Regions from separate parts of the Rattus norvegicus genome. Here region 1 is linked to region 2. The links are chromatin contacts, called in public Hi-C maps. All regions are on one chromosome and are shown on one strand. Each heading gives the region's core, a stretch centred on a gene start, on an enhancer-like site or on the middle of the called end of the contact. The rest is flanking DNA. Distances are from core to core; before and after follow the strand shown. Region 1 holds the start of Etf1 (eukaryotic translation termination factor 1). Region 2 holds the start of Fam53c (family with sequence similarity 53, member C).

Region 1 (4,767 bases), core at 456-2,955, 170 kb before region 2:
CTAGTCTACCCCAGCTTTGGATGCCCATTAAGAGTTCCAGGTTAAGACCTATGCACCTGACAGGTCTGGCTGGGTTTGATATCTTGCTAGAGTGGCTCACAGAATTCAAGGCAACAATTTATCCTTTCCAAAGGCTATTACAAAAGATACAGAATAACAGCTTGATGATACATGGAATAAGGTCAAGGAGGGTTCTGGGCCCTGGACCTGTGTGTCCTCTGGTTCTTCCTGCTATGATGAATCCTGCAGATGAATCCACTGCCTTTCAAATGGTAGGCTTGGCCCCAATGTCTTCTTCCCCTGCTGTTGCAGCATTCTGCCTTTTTAGTATCTCCTCAAATATGTTAGACTCCCTCTGACAAAATTACTCATTCTCCATGCCTCATTTCAGAATTAGATTTCTTGTCATACACTCTCGGAGTTCCTAAAGTACTTAAATATTTCTGCAGTTATTTTTTCATATAAAATATGAAAAAGGGGTTGGGGATTTAGCTCAGTGGTAGAGCGCTTGCCTAGCAAGCGCAAGGCCCTAGGTTCGGTCCCCAGCTCCGAAAAAAAAAAAAAAAAGAACCAAAAAAAAAATATATGAAAAAATTATCTGGGCTTAGTGGTTCACACCTGTAATCCCATCATTCAGAAGACTGGGGCATGAGTATCGTCAGAGTTTAAAGTCAACATCAAGATCCTGTCTCAAACACACTAAAGTCTACTAAAGATTACGAGCGATTATAAACTCAACTAGACTGTGAACTCCATTAGGATTTCATTACTTACTCTGTTCACTTTTATTCCTAGAAAAACGAGATCTAGTAATTGCTTCGAGGTCAAATATTTGAATGCACCCAAGTTAAGCGAAAGGAGACAATTGGAAAGCTTAACTCATAAAGTAAAAGTTCTAATTCTCCCCACCTCCACGATCAACAGTTAAGAACAAAACACGCATGCTCTCAGATATCTTGGGTCTCCAATCTCAGGCAACCCCTGACTCCTTCAAGCCCCAAAAGTCCTAAATCCAAAGTGAACCCATATTAGTTAGCACTGAAACATTTCTTCACCCCTGAGCAGTCGATCGGCTCCAGGATCGGCGAAGTTTCTGATCTCGACCTATCGCCAGGATTCTGAACTTTTGTTCGCGAAGACACGATGCACAAACAGCCCGCCGCACTCGGTCAGCAAGCGATAAAGTTGAACCTCATTGAGACGTTTCCTCCACGCTTCTTTAACGCCGTTGACCTCACGTTCGTACGTACGTGTCCGAGAAACTAGATTTGCGTCGTAGAGCTTCAGATATCCATTCGGGTCAAGGGGGAAGAACGAAAGACGACAACTGTCCCTCTCTCTCTCTCCCTTTAAGAAGCACCCCCATTCTAGCCCATAGAAGCTGGGGAAATGCTCGCGAGAGCCACGGAATTCCGCCCGCTTCCTCCTCCTTGAGAGCCGGGCCGGAAGGAAGACGAGACCTCCCGCTCCCCGGCCGATACCTCACAAGGCAGCGAGGCCGCAGAGGCAGCCAATCAGATTGCCTCTTGTAAGCAAAGACGCGGAGAGCCAATGGGAAGTCGCGGCGCGCGCAGAGCCTCTCTTCATCGCACCGGCCCCCTCCCTTCCGCCCGCCGCCTTCCACTCCGCCCCTGGCGGAGGAAGTGAGATCAGAGGCCCCATGTGAGCGGATTGCAACACATGCAGCTGCCTGGAGAGAGGGAGCCGGTGTCCTACGTCAGAGCCGCCGCCGCCGCGGAGCCGCCGCCGGGGAGGAGCAGCCGCTACCGCCCAGGACTGGGCCCTTAGGTAAAGCGGGCGTAGGAAAGGCCGGCGCCCTATGCGGCGGGCCGTCGGGGCGGGGAGAGGAGGGCAGCTCGGGGGGTGGTGAAGAAGGGGGCCGCTCTGCCCCAGCGGCGGCGCTAACTCTGTGGTCTTGGTGTCTCCGGGCCCCGCCGGGCCGCTCTAGGGAGGAGGAGGCGAGAAGATGGCGGACGACCCCAGTGCTGCCGATAGGAACGTGGAGATCTGGAAGATCAAGAAGCTCATTAAGAGCTTGGAGGCGGCCCGCGGGTGAGCGCCGCGTCCGGCACCCCCGTGCCCTCTTGGATCCCGGACCCCTCAGGATGGCCGCCCCCGCGCCGCATGGCCGGATGAGGAGAACCCGGCACTAGCCAACTCCCGCCTTCTGGACCTCTGGGTAGTAGCCTCTGACTGGAGGGCGAGGGTCGGCGCGGCTGGCCAGAAAAGAAGTCCTTACTCCTCTTGGTGGTAATGAGCCTGGCTCCCACGGCTCAGATCACTCGGCCCTCTCTCCGGATAAAGCCACTGCTACTTTTGTACTCTTCTCGGGCCTTTAAATCCAGCTCCTCACTTTTAGGGCTCCTGGTGCTGCTACCCAACTTGGGTACTTGTTGGGGGAAAGTAACTTGGCGTTCCTTCCGAACGCCCTACCCTGATTTGCTCTCTTCCTCTCCCTTCACGTTTCTCAGCCAGGCCTCATTAAAATGGCCTCCCCCACTTAGACCTAAAGTCCCGTGTGGGTGAAGTTTTGATAGGGTGTAAAAGAGAGTCGGCCAAACGAGACCTTCCTTTTCTTAGCTCCCCTTTATTTCTCTGGGTCATAGACCTCTCTGAAGATGACTTCCCCTAAGTTTTCTAGTTACCCGGAGCTTCCTGGGTTTAGCTGTTCCAAGACCCGCCTATAAACCGAAAACGCCAGCGTGTGTGGGATGGAGTGGTGGTGGTTTTTGTTAACAAATCTGTTAGGTGCATATTCAAGAGAAATCCAAGTAATAGAGTCCCTGATGGCTTTTCTGTGAAACTTCTTGGGACAGTCACTCTCCAGTTGCCTGATGGAGTAACAGTGCTTGTGGAAATTCAAAAAAGTGAGCTTAAGTTTTTATAAGTGAGTCTCTTAAGTTTTTCTAAGAATTCGTAGGTGTGTCCCTGGGTGTGTGAATAAGGTTGAAAGTAGCCATATGTTTGTTTTGTGCGAAAGTGTGCCAGAGGTGTGTTTCTACCATGTGTTGCTATGTTTTGTTACTTTGCCAGTTAAGAAACTTTTTACTACTTAGGGTATCCTCACCCTAAAAGTGGAACATTGTATAATCCTGCACTCCAGAGCATTCTTATAACTGAGTGACTTTCTTCAGATGCCATGTAGAAAGTCACTTTTAGCACACAAACGATACATTCTGGTTTTCAGCCGGAGTTTGTCACTGGTGGATAGGTTGACATTGATACCATGACCACCTTAGCGCTGCGCTCATTAACTTTTTAAGTGGATTCTGGTTGATTCCTCTATGGTTTTGCTGTAGTGCTTCATTCTTAATAAGTGAGGAACACTTATTTCTGTTAAGGATTAGACTTCTGAAAGTTTGAACATATTTAGTGTGCTCATTCCTTTGATGAATTGTAAAAACTTGAAGGTAGTTTTTTTATTATTATTTCTTAGGGTATTTTTTTAAATTTACTTGAATATAAAGACTTTCTGATAGGAACTCGTAACGTGTGGTAGAATGGAGATAAAAATCCCAATGTAAAAATACTGTATTAGGAATGTTGATAGAGATCGTGGTTTGTTGTGATGCCTAGAATTAGCCAGGTACTTTTGTTTCAATAGGCTGTCTTCTGTTGTGTTACTTGAAGCTTTCTCTTGGGTATTGACATTTATGGATTACTTCTGTTAACATTGTTACAAATTGGAATTGAACCTGTAGGTTGTCCAGGCGCTTTCTTTTAGGCAGGTTCTTGGATTCGAATTTGGATACAATGCATTCTTTGAATTCCTTACTAATTTGTTTGTTTGAGTGAAGTAACATTGAAGATAACACTGTTCACTAAGCTACATTCATTTTTCTTAGATTTATTCGTTCCTAGCCTTAGTTCCTAACTACATGAAGTTTTAAAGCTCTCTTAAAAGCCTTTGGAAACTTTATTTTCTAGTTTAGAGAAGTTCAGTGGGGTTTGAAACACACTAAAGAATATTTTAGTCAGGATTACGCTGTCTAAAATAGCTAGGAATTCTAAACAATATGGTTTATCATTTTGTCCTACTTTGCTTAATTTATCAAGGATTTGGTTGCACCTTGAGCACATAGTAAATATTAAAGTTCTGTCTATTTCTGGTGTTAAGTCAGGGACTCAAAAGTTTATTGTATATGGCTCAGAACTTTTTTTCTTAGTACAGTGGCAAGATTTAGTTTTCATTCTGAGTTGTGTTAGGCTTTAGCTTTTCATAGTGTTTTGTACCCCAAAAAATAGTGTTTTTGTTTGTTTGTTTTGTTTTGTTTTTTTTAAGCCAGCTGGCCTCCAACTCATCGTGTGACTGACTGAAGTTAGCTTGCCCTCCTGATCTACTTTTGTGCCCCAGGTGCTGGTGTTACAGGCATGTGCTGCTATGCCTGGCTAATACTAAACTATTCACTTGTGGTGAGCTTGAAAGACAAATTGCATGGCGAATGGATCTGTATGCACCAGTACTGGGGGTCTTCCAGTTGGACTTCAGTAGTAAAAACTGAAGTGTGTTGTCAGCTGCAGTTAGCACAGGACAGAAAGTAGTGATGGATGCCTAGAATTGTCTGTGAAATGAAAAGGAACTTGTGGGCTAGATTAGGATGTAGGTCTAGGATGTGCCTCCCCTGTCCCATTAACTTTTGCTCTTCTCTTTGTATGTGCGTGGTCAACTTTGAAGAGATGGCTTTCCCCTACCTTAGGTCAAGTTCTGGGGCTAGGGGTTTTTTGTTTTGTTTTGTTTTTTGAGTCAGATTCTTGCTGTAGCCTTGG
Region 2 (5,576 bases), core at 2,776-5,275:
TTCTAAGACAGCCAAGGCTACACAGAGAAAATGCCATGAAAAACAAACAAAATAACCCAAGCTGCTGTGAAGGCTGGACACCTTCAATACTAACACACTGGAGGAGAGGCAGGGGATCTGTAGAACTCAAGGCCAACCTAGTCTACATAGTGAGAGCCTGTCTCTAAACGAAACAAAACAAAACAAAACAAAGACCACCAGAGAACTAGAGCTAGGCTCATCAGGTGTGGTCACTGAGAATCAACAGAAGACATGTGTGGACAGAAGCACAAACAAACATATAGTATATAGAAACCGCAGATTCCTTACCAGACACAAGCTGGAAAGGGTCCCCACAGTTGGGTATGTCTGCATGATCAGGCAAAGGCTGAGAGAGAGATCATCCATCATTATTTGGGTTCAAGACAAGGACATTTCTAGAGAGACCTCTTACATTCTTCCTATAAGTCATGGGCTACAAGGATTTAGACTTCTGTGTTGTTCTCTTCCTATAGTCTTCCCCAAGTTAGTGAGAAACAAGCCACACCTCAAACATCACAAAGCCCCTTTCACCCAAGTTTTAGTGTCCCTGCCCCCTTCCTTTTGGGCTGGGTTTTGAGCGGTTAGTAGGCTTTTCCACTACAAGCAGGTTTCATACAACACAGAACATGGGTAAAATTATAGCAACACACAGCCTCCAAAAAAGGGGGTTAGATGATGGAGCAGAAGAAATACTGGTCTTTACCAGACTGAGGCTGAAGCGTGTACATTTCAGCTCATCCAGCGTCTGCTTCTGTAGCTGCTCAGTGATCAGGGTTATCATGTTTCTGCCCAGGACTTGACTCGCACACTTGATGGATGTCTTCCCTGTGGTTCTTCTGGATCTCACTCATGAGCCACCTTCTGCCACTGCAGCACCATTGGGACCTCCCTCTCCAGTCATGCCTGCGGCGTCTGCCAATTACAGAGGGGTCAGCCCCCAAGTAACATTAGATGGAGAAGGCATGGCACACATACCACAGTGTTCCTATGCCAGGCCTCTGGCAGACATCGTTAATCGATCATAGTACTTTCCTGGTGAGCTTAAAGACAGCCTCAGAAACACTCTGAACTTGGCACTCTTGATATCCAGTAAAATAAACTGGAGTTGGCAAGCAAAGTGAAACCTACTTACCATTTCTAACCTGGCTTAAGTTCTGTTGTGTCTACCTAGAATATCAGCACCACCTAGAAAACGGCTCAAATGAGAGAGATGCCCAAATGGTTATTTCCACACTGAGTTAACACAATATTTTCTTTATCTTACAGCCAGAAGCCAAGAAAGAAACCCTTCTAAACCACATGGGTTTAGTACAGAGAGAGGAGCAAGGGCTGGGCTTTCAGTTTCAGATCAGGATAAAGAGGATTTTAAATGAACAGCTGATATATTGCTATTTCCCAGTAGATGCTGCTGGCTATTCTCTTATCCAATGAGAAAGAATGGTCAGGTAGTCAGATAGTTCCAATCACAATCACATTTCAACTCTACAGATATTAAAAACAACTCATGACTTCATCCAACCAAGTTTTTTTCTTTTCATGAACCCACTCGAAGACCATGGATATAATTAACAAAGATTCTTCCTTATGACTGAAGCAAACTGATTTTTTTTTTTTTGTTCTTTTTTTCAGAGCTGGGGACCGAACCCAGGGCCTTGCGCTTCCTAGGCAAACGCTCTACCACTGAGCTAAATCCCCAACCCGCAAACTGATTTTTAATCTGAGCAGCTTCTAAACCCCAATTACCTACCTAAGGGACTTTTGCTTTGTTCAAAGAGGGAAGCAGAGGGGAGGTTAACAATGTCTTTTCTACCTCTTCCCATAAATGACCAACAGGCAAGACCAGAGTATATGGAGCATTAACTGGTATAGAAAACAATCAACTAAGACAGCTAACTCTTGAGCAGACGCCTGTAATCCCAGCACCTGGGCAGTGAAAACAGGAACCTAACAGTTCTTGAAGGCCAGTCCGGAAAGAAAATGCTGCTACCTTCACCGAGTCTTAATCCACTCTGCTCAGGCAATTTTGACTAAGCACATAACGTTCCTGCTTGCCCATACATAAAATGGGTATAACGATCTTACTCTATCACAGGAATGAGGCCACATGAAATATCAAAATAGCTTACCAACTGGCCTATATAAAATAGTTCACACAGACTGTTGTTTCTTATCTCTCCCTTTGCTGTTCTTCAAAGCCTTGGTATGCCTAAAGAGGTGGTATCACTACAATGACGAAAGCTATGTGGCTCTCTCTGGCCAGATGCCAACCTCCTTCACTTGCTCACTGAGTTGGAGCCTAAGGGCTCTTCCTCCTGTGACCTTTTGGAGAAGCCCACCCCTTGCAAAAAAAAAGAAAAAAAGAAAGAAAAAGAAAAAGAAAAAGAAAAAAAAGAAAAAAGAGGGTATCAGAAGAACATGACAGAGAAGAGCTAAGTTCCTTATGATGCATATGGCGTTCTTTGGAAGAAAGGCGCAGACGTCAATCATCACTATAGTTAACTATCGTTTCCACACATAATTATTACTACCACTCCGAACAAAGTTCCAGCTTCCTGAGAACTCCCTTCAGCTGCTTCCCCTGTGCTGTGCTCTGGTGGGAGAAGCAAAGAAGCTTGAATCACTTCTACTCCTATTTTCTAACTCTGCCCTCAAAAAACCAACAAGAAGGGAACTAAGTGGAGAATTTACCCTAGAGAGACCCCAGGCTCTAAGCTGACCAGCCATGAGGAGCAGGGAGAGAAAAAACTTTCAATCTTTTCATGAGGCATTTGGACAAACAGCAAACTCCCAGCCCTCTCCAGGAGCAGCTGAAGAGGGTGATTTTCTATTTTTCTGCATTTTAATTGTTGGGATGTGGCCACACACAGCGGTAATTGGAACAATGCAACTACCACCACGCAACTGATACTCTCAGCCTGGGTTTCCTAAAACAGGCCAGGCTGAGAGGGGCAACAGAACGGAAGCCATAAGGAATCAAACCAGGACACAAAAGAAGGCAAACCAGCTCTGCAAGGGGCCTCCTCTTTCTCAAGCAGACATTTAGAAAAGTGTGAGAAACCCTCTCTGGCGGCCTTCCTTCCCCTTCCATTTTGTGTATCGGAGAGGTAGACAGCTCTCAACATTTCACTAAACAAGTTAAAACTTCTCAGCTGAATGTTACTGGCACAAGGCTCAACCCTTCACTGAGCAAGCAGGCCGCTCGGCCCTCCCAGTAACCCCACCAGGCCTAACTCTCAGCCCAGGATCTCCCTCCACCACAACCCCCTAAGATAACGACTAGACACCCCCCCCCAATCCTATTGGATGGAAGCAACCCCTGACACTTGCGTTTCAGATATTTAGGTTGTGTTGAAACCTGGACAACCTAAGATCCAGTCAGGCCAGGGGAAAAAGAAAGTCACAAATCCCCTGGGGGCATTCCCCCAGGTCTCCAGGTCCCACACCTCTGGGAGAAACTGAAGGAAAACATAAGCGAGGCAGGGAGATGCAAGAAACGGTAAGTGGGTATTAGAATGCTCTTCTTCCATATGGTTCTAGTGAAGATAGGGGTGACAAGTGGGGTGCACCCATCCCCCCACCACGACGAAAAAGCAAACGACTAGGCTCCCTCTAATCTTCAACCTCTCCCTCTGTTGCCCTGCCTGTCCCCGCGGGGTGGGGCATGGGGCATCTACTGGCCCCCGGGGGGGCACTCCAGGGTTTGCTCAGAGAGACTGTCGCTCTCCTGTATCCATTCTGGTTTCCTCATCTGACCGCGGGAAGCGAACTCAGGACGCAGGGGATGGGAAGGGTCTGGGACATGCACTCTGCCACCCCCTCCCCCACCGGGTCCCGTGCTCTCCCGCCGAGGCGGCCTGCAAGGCTCCGCCGCACTAGCGGCTGGACTGGGGGAGGGGAGAGAGGGAGGGACGGTCGCGGTGCCCGCCCCGAGGCCCCAGCACCACCTGCCCTCCGCTACCTACCGCGGCTCTTACAGCTCCCTGGGCCGCGGCCGGAGCAGCTCTGAGCGCTCCGTTCGCCCCACGGTGCCCTTAAAAGGCGCTGGCAAGAACCAACCGGTCTTTGAGGAGAGTCGAGGGGGTCGCGTCTAATCGCAGAATCCCCCGGAACCTCCCGAAGAGGCCCGAGCCCTACGTGGTGTCTCGCGCAACCTTTCTCAGTAGAGTGCTGTCGGAAAGAAGCCTAGAGCTGTGGTTTGGGAACCGGATGGTTTCCTCACTAACTATTCCCCCCCTCCAAAATATCGTAGAAAGTGGACGGGCCCAGTTGGAAGCACATCACGAAGCCCATAGGGGAAGCCATGTCGGATAAAGGTAAACAAAGCCATTGTCCACTTCTTCCATTACACCATCCTCCCAGCTGAACTGTCTGACTCAACTCAGGCCACAAAACAGTATTAGCCACAGTCTTCTCACCTGGGCTCCTGTCCCTTTCGATACAGCCACCTTTCTGTAAGCATCCCCCCACCTTCCCCCGGCAAGGACTGATCCTCGGCGTGAAGGCTGCTGGGAAATGTAGTCCAAGCGCCGGTCAGGGCCTGCTCTGAGTCCCCGAGCCCCTCTTCTAGCTGCCTGATCTGCTGGAGCTTTTATAAACCTGAGATTTATAACGGTTGCGGAGCTGTGTCCCCTTGCTCGATAATTTGTTCTCAAAACACTTTGTAAAGCTGAGGCGGGCCTGAAGCTGTTCACTCCCTCCCTTCCCTATCCTCCTTATGCCCCCCCCCCAAGCAGGATGAGGTAATGGGATTGTGATTATGACATCATAGGTGGTTCAGTTGCGGGGTGTATAGGGGGTGGAGCAGGATGATTATGGCTGGACCACTTAAAGACAGAGGGAGGGAGGAAGCTGACATATGAGGAACCGATGTCAACAGTACTGTATTTCCTCTCCAGGAACTGGAAACCACCTTTTTATTAAGTTTACACCACTATTACCACCTCCCACCTCAGCCAAAGTTTTAAGTCCTTTTTCAATAGCCTGAATGTTGATGTAAGTAGAGAAGAAAGCCCATAGAGGTTCCTGCTCTTCGGTAAATTGGAGGTCTCAGCTGAGAAAAAAAGTTTTCAATAAATGCTTTCATGCGCAGATGGAGTTTTAGATTTCTTTTTTAATCGGTTAAAGTGGTAATTAAAAAAAAAGTAATTCCAGTCATTTCATTATTATACAGTTGTAGCAGCAAATCCCTAAAAATAAAGTGTTCGCTGTGAATGCTTTGAATCCCCCCTTGTCTGGGATAGGTAAACAGCAGCAGACTTAGTGATGGAGAAGTTCATCTTTGAGCTGGGGAGGGCAGGAAGCAGGAACCTTCAAGTATGCAAACTGAAAAAGAAGAGTAAAAAAAAAATCATTAAAAAGTTGAGGTGGGAAGCCAGGGGCAGCGGTACACATCTAAAATTCCAGTACTTAAGAGGCAAAGGCAAGAAGGCTGCGTCTGCTTCCAGGCCAGCCAGTCAGCATTTCAACTGCAGAGGCCAGAAAAGGGTTACACAGTGAAACAAACAACAAACAGACATCTGTGGAGATTAATTTTGCTCTGCATATTTTCCTTTGAC

What was found. A called contact is a pair of places that touch in the nucleus more often than the background predicts.
Region 1: a Hi-C map of liver shows a contact between it and region 2, with 4 times the contacts expected there. The contact joins the promoter of Etf1 here to the promoter of Fam53c in region 2. A contact is called at or near these places in 2 of 12 Hi-C or Micro-C datasets (liver and psoas muscle).

What each region holds. Positions count from the first base shown.
Region 1 is chr18:26,801,795-26,806,561 of GRCr8, reverse strand. Etf1 (eukaryotic translation termination factor 1) reads left to right here and starts at 1,705. Exons shown (of 11, transcript NM_001008344.1): 1 at 1,705-1,788; 2 at 1,949-2,052. The coding sequence starts at 1,967.
Region 2 is chr18:26,637,230-26,642,805 of GRCr8, reverse strand. It overlaps Fam53c (family with sequence similarity 53, member C), which reads right to left and starts at 4,025. Exons shown (of 5, transcript NM_001427416.1): 1 at 3,984-4,025; 2 at 725-933; 3 at 310-367. The coding sequence starts at 802. Slbpl (stem-loop binding protein like) reads right to left here. Exons shown (of 7, transcript NM_001270416.2): 7 at 5,112-5,343. The coding sequence ends at 5,278. It overlaps LOC108348765 (a long non-coding RNA gene), which reads left to right and starts at 932. Exons shown (of 3, transcript XR_001842084.3): 1 at 932-3,517; 2 at 4,271-4,334; 3 at 4,917-5,109.